Regions from separate parts of the Sus scrofa genome. Here region 2 is linked to region 1. A link is a contact called in public HiChIP or PLAC-seq data. All regions are on one chromosome and are shown on one strand. The core of a region is the stretch at or near the end of the contact, and the rest is flanking DNA. Distances in the headings are between cores, read along the strand shown. Region 1 holds the start of MRPS36 (28S ribosomal protein S36, mitochondrial). Region 2 holds the start of CCDC125 (coiled-coil domain-containing protein 125).

The links. HiChIP or PLAC-seq counts read pairs in DNA pulled down with a chosen protein or histone mark.
Region 2: an H3K27ac HiChIP or PLAC-seq map of skeletal muscle shows a contact between it and region 1. The contact joins the promoter of CCDC125 here to the promoter of MRPS36 in region 1. A contact is called at or near these places in 5 of 47 Hi-C or Micro-C datasets (brain, heart right ventricle, liver and 1 more) and 2 of 2 datasets of contacts at active chromatin or transcription factors (alveolar macrophages and skeletal muscle).

Annotation. Positions count from the first base shown.
Region 1 is chr16:47,382,977-47,387,667 of Sscrofa11.1, forward strand. MRPS36 (28S ribosomal protein S36, mitochondrial) reads left to right here and starts at 3,436. Exons shown (of 4, transcript XM_003134022.5): 1 at 3,436-3,573. The coding sequence starts at 3,532. It overlaps LOC102160395 (a long non-coding RNA gene), which reads right to left and starts at 3,370. Exons shown (of 4, transcript XR_308458.3): 1 at 3,184-3,370.
Region 2 is chr16:47,475,278-47,479,854 of Sscrofa11.1, forward strand. It overlaps CCDC125 (coiled-coil domain-containing protein 125), which reads right to left and starts at 3,312. Exons shown (of 12, transcript XM_013984842.2): 1 at 2,798-3,312.

The DNA of each region.
Region 1 (4,691 bases), core at 2,186-4,685:
CCACTTTTGAACTTTAGGAACACATTAGTTTATCTGGTTTCAGCAATGGTGACTTAGAAAGGATTTTAGTAGACTTTATCTTTTAGAGCAGTTTTAGGCTCACTGCAAAATTGAGCAGAGAGTACACAGAGGTCCCATATACATACTGCCCCCACACACGTACAGCCACCCCCATTATCACCATCCCCTACTAGAGTAATACATTGGTTACAACGGAACCCACAGTAACATGTCACTACCACCCCAAAATTGTATATTCTATGGGTTTTGACCAATGTATAATGACATATACCCACCACTGTAGTATCATACAGCATCGTGTCATTGTCCTAAAAAACCCCATGCTCTGCCTATTTGTCCCCCCCTCCTTCCAACCCCTGGCAACCACGGTGTCTCTATAGTTTTGCCCCTTCCAGAATATGATACAGTTGGAGTAATTCAGTAAGTACCTTTTTCGAGCACCATGATTTACTCCCATGATTGACAAAAAGTCAATTATCAAGTTAAGAGGGGAAAAAATTTTTATTCAAGCCAAACTGATGATTATAACTGGGAGAGCAGATTCTCAGCTCTGAGAACCGTTCCACCTGTTAGAAGTCAAAGGCACAGTCATACACATTTTTGAGACAAAAGATCATACATCAAAATGACACTGATATTTTACATAAAGTTCATTAAGAATACACAGTCCAGGTAAGCAGGGACAGCAAGTCACCATGACCCCCTAGAGAACTGGGACAGAACACTATTGTTTAAGAAGTTACACTGCTGGCTTCAGAAGAAAGGAAAAAAAAAAATTGATCTTTCCAGTTGAGCAGGCACTTTCGTCTTTGAGGCGCTCTGGTTAATGTGTAATGTACATGCACACTGTACATTCTGGAGGGAGGAGGCCCCAATACACACACGGAGAGAATTTTATGTTTAATTTTTTCTTGCCCTGACTTAAAATAAAAATTTTTATTTTTTATTTTTTGGCTGTGCATGAGGTAGATGGAAGCTCCTGGGCTAGGGATCAAACCACACCACAGCAATGACCCAAGCTGCTATGGTGATGATGCCAGATCCTTAACCTGCTGTGACACAAGAGAACTCCAAAATATAAATTACCACCAATGAAGTACATTAGTGTCACTTTACCTATAGCCTACCCAGATCATATTGTTCAAAGTTAATCTGTTAGCAAATTTGAGAGATTGAAAATAGTGTTTTGGTGTAGTATAAATTTTTCATAGAATGAGGGAGTTTGAATATTTTATTTTTATTTTATTTTATTTTTTGCTTTTTCTAGGGCCGATCCTGTGGCATATGGAGGTTCCCAGGCTAGGGGTCGAATTGGATCTGTAGCCGCTGGCCTACACCACAGCCACAGCAACGCGGGATCAGAGCCGTGTCTATGACTTACACCACAGCTCACGGCAACGCCGGATCCTTAACCCACTGAGCAAGGCCAGGGATTGAACCCGCAACCTCATGGTTCCTAGTTGGATTCGTTAACCACTGAGCCAGGACGGGAACTCCTGATATTTTAATATTATAAAATATATTTTAAAATATAAAATATTTTAATATTTTAAGGGGCAATTTGTATTTCTTTTCTGTATTTTTTTGGGGGGAGGTTGGCTGTACCCATGGCACATGGAAGTTCCCAGGCCAGATCCTTAACTGCCTGTGCCACGGCAGTGACAATGCTGGGTCCTTAACCCGCTGAGCTACCAGGGAACTCCTGTATTTCTTCTCTGTAATCTGCCTGTTCATGTGCTTTGCCCATTTAGCCACTTTATCAATCTGATTTTATTTTTTGCTTTTTATGGCCACATCTGTGACATATGAAAGTTCCCAGGCTAGGGGCTGAACTGGAGCTGCAGCTGCCATCCTTGCCACAGACACAGTAATGCAGGATGCAGGCTGCATCAGTGACCTATGCCACAGCTCACAGCAATGCTGGATCCTTAACCCACTGAGCAAGGACAGAGATCAAAGCCGAATCCTCTCAGATACCATGTTGGATTCTTTTTCTTTTTTTTGTCTTTTTTAGGGTCACACCCTTCGCATATGAATTAGAGCTGCAGCTGCCAGCCTACACCACAGCAATGCAGGATCCCAGTGGAGTCTGCAACCTACACCACAACTCACCGCTAAGCCACAACTATCTGGTTTTAGAATATGTACTCCTAAAACAAGCTTTGAAAGTTTTTTTTTTTTTTGGATAAGCCCAAAGCATGTGGCAGTTCCTTGGGCCAGAGATCGAACGCATGCCACAGCATTGACCCAAGCTGCAGCAGTAACAACACCTGAATCCTTAACCTGTGCCACAAGAGAACGCTTGAAAGCTTTTTTAAAAATAGATTTCTGGGAGCTCTCTGCTGTGGCACAGGCAGTTAAGGATCTGGCGTTGCTGCAGTTGTGGCATAGGTCACAGAGGCTGCTTGGATTTGATCATTGACACAGGAACCTCCTCATGCTTTGGGTGCAGCATAGAAAGAAAAAAAGATTTCTGCTCTCCTCCATAGACATACTGAATCAGAAGGACCCATATTTAGGCTCAGTAACTTCTAGATTTAGAAACCACTAATCTAGATCATTAAACAAATTTGTCACTCTATTTACAATAATGTAAGTTTACATTAGCTACAAGGTTAAGTGGTTGCAACATATTGCGTGTTAATTTTTTAACATTGTAAGTACTAATATTTACCTTACAATTTAATATAACTTGGGGGAATGATATGGATGGCTCATGCTTCAAAAAGAAAAACTTGAACTTTTGAATTTTCTTAAATTTGAAGCAAGCAGCAGTTTAATATCAGAACTAACGGTAGAGAAAGCAAGCAGAATACCAAATCAGGCAATGCTAATAAGCAAAGGAATAAGAGGTGGCCTACTACAGACCTGGAACTGACCACTCTTTCTGAGCTTGCTACTTATTCCTAAATTTTAACAAGATTGTTCATTTTATTTTATTTTTATTTTTTTGTCTTTTTACCTTTTTAGGGCCTCTCCTATCCCAGGCTAGGGACCTACGCCAGCCTACGCCAGCGCCACGGCAACGCCGGATCCTTAACCCACTAAGCAAGGCCAGGAATCGAACCTGAAACCTCATGGTTCTTAGTTGGATTCGTTAACCACGACGGGAACTCCCAAGATTGTTCATTTTAGGAAGCCACAAGAATTTATATTACTTACTTGGTTTCAGATTAAATTTTGGACTATACTGAAATTGGAAACTGGCTATCCGCAGAGGAACTGTTCCTAAATCACTCACTGGCTGATGAGCAAAATATATCCAACACCGCAAACCTCCAGCGGCAAAACGAAACAATGGAAAACACGTGGATCAGTTTCTACGCGGGAAGGAGGAAGGGCGGGGGCAGGCACAAAGGGGTGGAGCTAGCTCCAACGTGGAGGCGGGTCCGGCTCGAGCGCCCGCTCCTCCTCAGTGACGTCACTTGCAGGGCCCGCCCCCAGCCGCCCAGGACTCCTGATATAGCCGCTGCTAGCTAGTGCTCCGGAAGCTGCCCCTCCTCGGGGGTCATGATGGGCAGTAAGATGGCGTCTGCCAGCAGGGTCGTTCAGGTAAGGCGATTCGGTCGCTTTTCCGCGCCATGGGCGGTAGGGGTGGTGCTGAGGATAGCAACGGCGCTGAGGAGGAAAGGCGGTGGCGGAATCTGCGCCGTGACCACGGCCCTAGATAGGGCCTGCAGCGGCGCCCCTGGGGTGTGTGTGAGAATTGGACCTTGAGCTCGTTGGGTCGGGCATTGAGCCGGGCACTGGAGCCGAGAATCGAGTCAGGCCGCGAGAGTGCATCTTCCCAGGTAGGCCCGTCGCTGCTCCAAAGTCCCTAGACTGCACTCCACTAGGACCTCGTTAGCCTCTTAGGAGTCTGCAGCCTTGGCTGCCTTGGCAATAGCGTGGCCAATCGGCGACTAGTGTTATCCGTGTTGTAGCAGATCAGCCAATCGGAAGGAGGGCGGTAGCGGTGACTGAAAGGAAGCGAAGCTGGCATCTGACCCAGTGTCCCTTCAAGGTCTTGGGAATGGCCGGGGAACTGGCCCCACCTGCTGTGTCCTTGCCCGGGGCGGTATCTCCCCCCACCAGTGCCCCCGGCAGTCCTATCGTCTGGTTACAGGCCGGAATGGGGGGGGGGCTGTAAAAAAATGTATATATTTATCTTTTAATATATGCCTTAGTGTTGGTTTCCTAAGCTTTTTTACCCCTGAGTTTAGATTGGTGCTAGAGGAACTTTATAGTTACTCCACACATCAGTTACTGACTCCTGATAGCTTTTGTATTTGCTTCTCCAGCTGTGGTCTCTAGTTTAAATAGGAAGGGTAAAATTGGCATATAAAGGACCACAGCCTCCACTTCTGCGGTTTCTTTACGTGATCTTTTTCAACTCTTAAAAGTGTATTAGTGTATGATTAACTTTTAACTTTGATATGAGAAGTTCATTTCTCTTTGCAAAAATACTTGCCTTAAAAGACTCTTAAAGTTATTTCACTCTGAAGGGTAATCCTGCATCCCAATCCTTAGCCTCTTTGCATTGAATGGTCCTCACTTAGTCGTTGAATGGGTAGTTATTGAGCACTTGCTAATTAAAGACGCTGGGAGGACAGGAGACCATCTGACAAGAGACTAGTATCCATAATAGATAATCACATATTCCCATGGCATATAGCCCAATTTTTTTTTTT
Region 2 (4,577 bases), core at 2,062-4,561, 92 kb after region 1:
TTAACCCTGTGCCAAGCCAGGGATCAAACCTGCATCCTGGTGCCGCAGAGACACTACCAATCCCCCTGCACCACAGCAGGAACTCCTCTCAGAGCATGTTTTTGAATCTCCAAAATCGGTTTAAGCATAACTACTTTACAGGGGTATTTTGGGTACCATCAATATACTTGAAATCAATGTTCAGTAACTTGGAATTTAAGTATTAGTTTCTTCATTTGTCAAGTGAGGGGGTTGGCTAAGAGTCTTTGGTTCTTGGAGTTCCCATTGTGGCTCAGCAGTAATGAGCCTGACGAGTGTCCGTGAAGACATGGGTTGGATCCCTGGTTCCGCTCAGTGGGTTAAGGATCCAGTGTGGCTGTGAACTGCAGTGTAGGTCACAGTCAGCTTAGATCTGGTGTTGCTGTGGCTGTGGTGTAGGCCAGCAGCTGCAGCTCTGATTTGATCTCTATCCTGGGAACTTCTATATGCTGCAGGTGCAGCCCTAAAAAGACAGGAAAAAAAAAAAAAAAAACTTTGGTTCCTTAGGCCCTAAAACTCTGGCTCTGTATCAGCATTTTCCAAAGTGTGCCCCATGGCACCCTGGCTCTATGAACTATTTGGTGTTGCTAGGAATACAAGGGTCCCTTTGGTTTTACTAAGGCATGTGTCTTCCTATGCCAGCCCAAGCATACATGACTTGCCCAGAATTACACAGGCAGTGGCAGAGCCAGAACTCGAAACCACATCTCTGGCTCCCGGCCCACTTGGGAAAGGCCACTGGATGCATAGACTACTGTGAGCAGTCTTCTACTTTCCCACTAAAACAACTTTGAAAAGCGACGTGTGTTTTCCTAATGGCTAAATCCCAGGTCTAGTCTCATCCCTCAGGCTGCTCCACCTCTGCAGAAGCTGTGAGAGCGCTGAGTAACCAGGTCCAGGGCCCTGGTCCATGCTGACCCCTCAATTCCACAGGGATCCCTGAATGCTTCCTATCTGCTTGCTCTGGCTCCCTTTCCTCTTCCCAGCCCTTCCTCGGATGTTTAGCTTGCAATCCCAAATACTCTTGAATACATGTCTCTAGCTGTTCAAGCACAGCTTGTTCAAGAGTAAATGCATCACCCTTCCAACCACCCCACCCCCAGATCTCGTCCAGAGTCCTCTCTTTCTGCAAATCCATCAACCATGCTCCAAAACACCCAGGGCCAAAATTTTGGAATCGGAGGCTTTTTACACCCCTCTCCTGCCCCAAAACATCCCATAGCTCCCGTGGCATATAATTAAAGTAGGCGTCACCCTTGTTTTCTGTAAGGAAACTCCAGTTTTCACTTCCTGTGCCATCTGCCGTACTCCCTGCACATGATCTGTGCTTCCGTGTAACGTGGATTGTTCCTGCTCCCAGGTGCCCTCTGCCTGGCGTCCTTAAAGCCTCTGCTGGAGCCACTCTGGAATGGCTTTCTTCTCTCAGGCCTCCCTCAGTTCATGACAAACTCTCCTGGACCAGCAGTGCTTTCTCGTACCTTTGAATCCTTCTAGCTCTGTGTCATACCTTATGGCTGCTCCATGGGCAGGTGGAGTTCCCAGGGCCAGGGATCAGATCTGAGCCACAGGTGCAACACCAGATCCTTAACCCACTGCGCTGGGCCAGGGAGCAAACCTGGGTCCTAGTGCTCCCGAGACACCACCGATCCCGTTTCGCTCCAGCGAAACTCCTGTGTTGTACCCTTCTCATAGTCCTTACTTCCTACCTGACTTGTGTTTTTATTGTACACGCCCCTAGTGCAGGCAATACATGTGTCTCAATGACTGTGCACAGCAGGTGTTTCAAAGACATCTGATGGATGAACTTGAAAGAGAAGAGATTCCTGCCCAGAAAACTTGAACTAGAAGCATCCACACCCACTAGCCGGCCAACCCTTTCCTTAGCAAACAAGTTGATCAAACAGAGACCTAATTCCTGTCAGGCTTGGTAAAAAGGAACTAATTTCAGCCCTTTCTTTTCTGTAAACACTGGCCTGCTACATATCGCTGTAGGATTTCGTTTCAACTTTTATATTAAAATAACTTTAGATTTACAGTAAGTCGCAAAGATAGTACAGTGAACTCCTGTATACCCCCGACCCAAATTCCTGTAGTGCAACATTAGGGTACATTTATCAAAAATAAAAAATTAACATTGATACACGCACTTAACCAAACCACATATTTTATCAGGATTTCCCCAGTTTTTCTACTGATGCCGTTTTTCCGTTCCAGGTTCCAATCCAGGATACCACACGGCATTTTGTGCGCTATAGCTTTAAGGCTTAAAATTGGTAGAAAAAAAAAAACTAGAAAAAAAATAACATAGGAGGAGGGGAGAAGAGGTAGAAACAAAGTCTTTCAAATCTATTTCTTATTTCTGCAATATCAGGTGAGGCCACTAAAGTAGCATTCGGCGAAGAAGGAGCCAGTTTGCCAGCTCGCCCACTCTCCGCTGTGCTTTTCCGAATCTGCAAGGCCCCGCCCCGAGGTCTGGCCGCGCACCCTCCCCAGCCTCCTCGGAGGCTGTGCGAGTCCCGATCCGGCTCCAGGAGCAGGACCCCCCCGCCGCCTCGTGCCGCCCCTCCCCCCCGTCCCCTTAGCGCGCTCACCGAGCACCGACCCTCCAGGCCGCGCGCGCCGCCGCTCTTCCAGCCACGTGACCGACCTGCGCGGCCACTACCGGAAAGGCGGGCGCGGCCGGACTTTAGATCCGCCAACTACCACCGGGCCACGGCCCGAGCTCACCTGGTTCGTGTCGGGCTGGTAGCGCTGCACAACGTGGACGCGCATAACTTACCCAGCTGCGCACAACCGAATTACAAATATAGTTGGAGACCTGGAGAAATAGGAGGCCGAGTGTGCGGCTCAAAGAAGGTAAAATTAGTTGGTTCCAACATGAAGCATCTCGGAGTCGCGTAAGAGAAGGATAGAGCTGAGCTATGGCTCAGCGGGGGCTGCGGGCCTTGAAAGGCAGGCTCTCAGCGCTGAGCAATGAGGGCGCCTTGTGGGCCAAGGAACTGCTGGGGCGAAGGCGAAACTGGACCTGGAAAGCTGCTATTCGGGCCTCCCGCGCTTGTGGGTTTCACGGGAAGGGCCCCATCTCCCTCTAACCCCACCCAAAACGTGCTGGGTCATTAGCTTCATCACCTGGTGCAGTGATGTGGGTATTATTTCCTAATAGCCGACATCTCTTGAAATAATTGAAGGCATTTCATAGTGGTCAAAAAACTTGGCAGGATTTAATGATTACTCACTTTAGAAATAAACTAATGTCGACGAAAATTCAGTTAACAGTGAAGGGAAGGGAAAAAGGGAATTTTATTCAAGCCAAATTGAGGATGATAACCTGGGAGGCAGACTCTTAGAAAGGTGAGAACGGTTCCACCTGTTAGGAGTACAAGGCACAGTCATATGTTTTCAACACATAGGCTCAAACATCAAAATGATATACTGGGGAGTTCCCTTGACAACCTAGGACTGAAATTAGTATATTAATATTTTTTAAGATTCCCATAATGTATATAGCTCTCTGTTAGATCCCACTATATACCTTCTGTTGAAAGAAAAGCTTATTATGAGCAGTGTTAGCAGTAGGATAATTATTAGCAGTAGCTTGATAAGCAAGAGAATTTAGTGAGTCCCAGTAGTGAAAAGAATATTGTCTTCAAAACAGCCATTCATATTACTAAAAACAATAATGAACACATAAGTGGTGCTTAGTGTGTGACAAGCACTGTTGTTGATTTAGTCCTCACAATAGCGCTATGAAGTAGTAATTGTCCTTAGAATGTATGTGATTTAACCCCAGGTAGTACTGGGTAAAAACACAGTGGTATTATCCTACTAGTCTGAGTCATCTTTCTTTTCTGCCTCATGCCCATCTTTCAATGCCCTGCATCCTACATCATTTATCCTTTTCTGCTACTCATTGTAGGTTATTCTCTCATTTTGTTAGAATCTCCAATGGGGCATGCATCACAATCTGTTTGTTCAAAGTGTCCATTTTATCCTCTTTGTATACTTGACTAAGATCATCTGGAGGGCAAGAATTTATCTTGGGAGGCCTTCCCCTCAACAGTGATTTGCATGAAGTCTTACATATACATGATAGGCAAGTTTATTTAAATGAAACTTGTAAAGGTTATGCTTGCATACAGTTTATCTTCCAGGAATTTACTCAATAAACTTGCATGTGCAAAGTTAAATATGCATTAGGCAGCACAATTTAATGGGTAAGAGCCTGCTAAGTTGGAATCCTGACTCTGATACTTCCTAGTTGTGATTCTGAGTAAATCATTTAACCCTATGAAGCTTGGTTCCATCACCTATAATGGAAATAATAATAATACCTACACCTCAGGTAGTAGTCATATGAATTCAGAGTTCACCACTTTTGAAATGTGTTTAAAAGAGTGCCTGGCACATAGTAATATATGTTATCCTTTCTTATCATTCTCATAAAATTAAAAACAAAAAGCTGGAAACAATTTAAATGTCCATCAGTAGGGGACTCAATAAACTACATCCTTAATGGAATTCTTTGCAAACCTTATCAAAACCAAAATGAAATACGACTA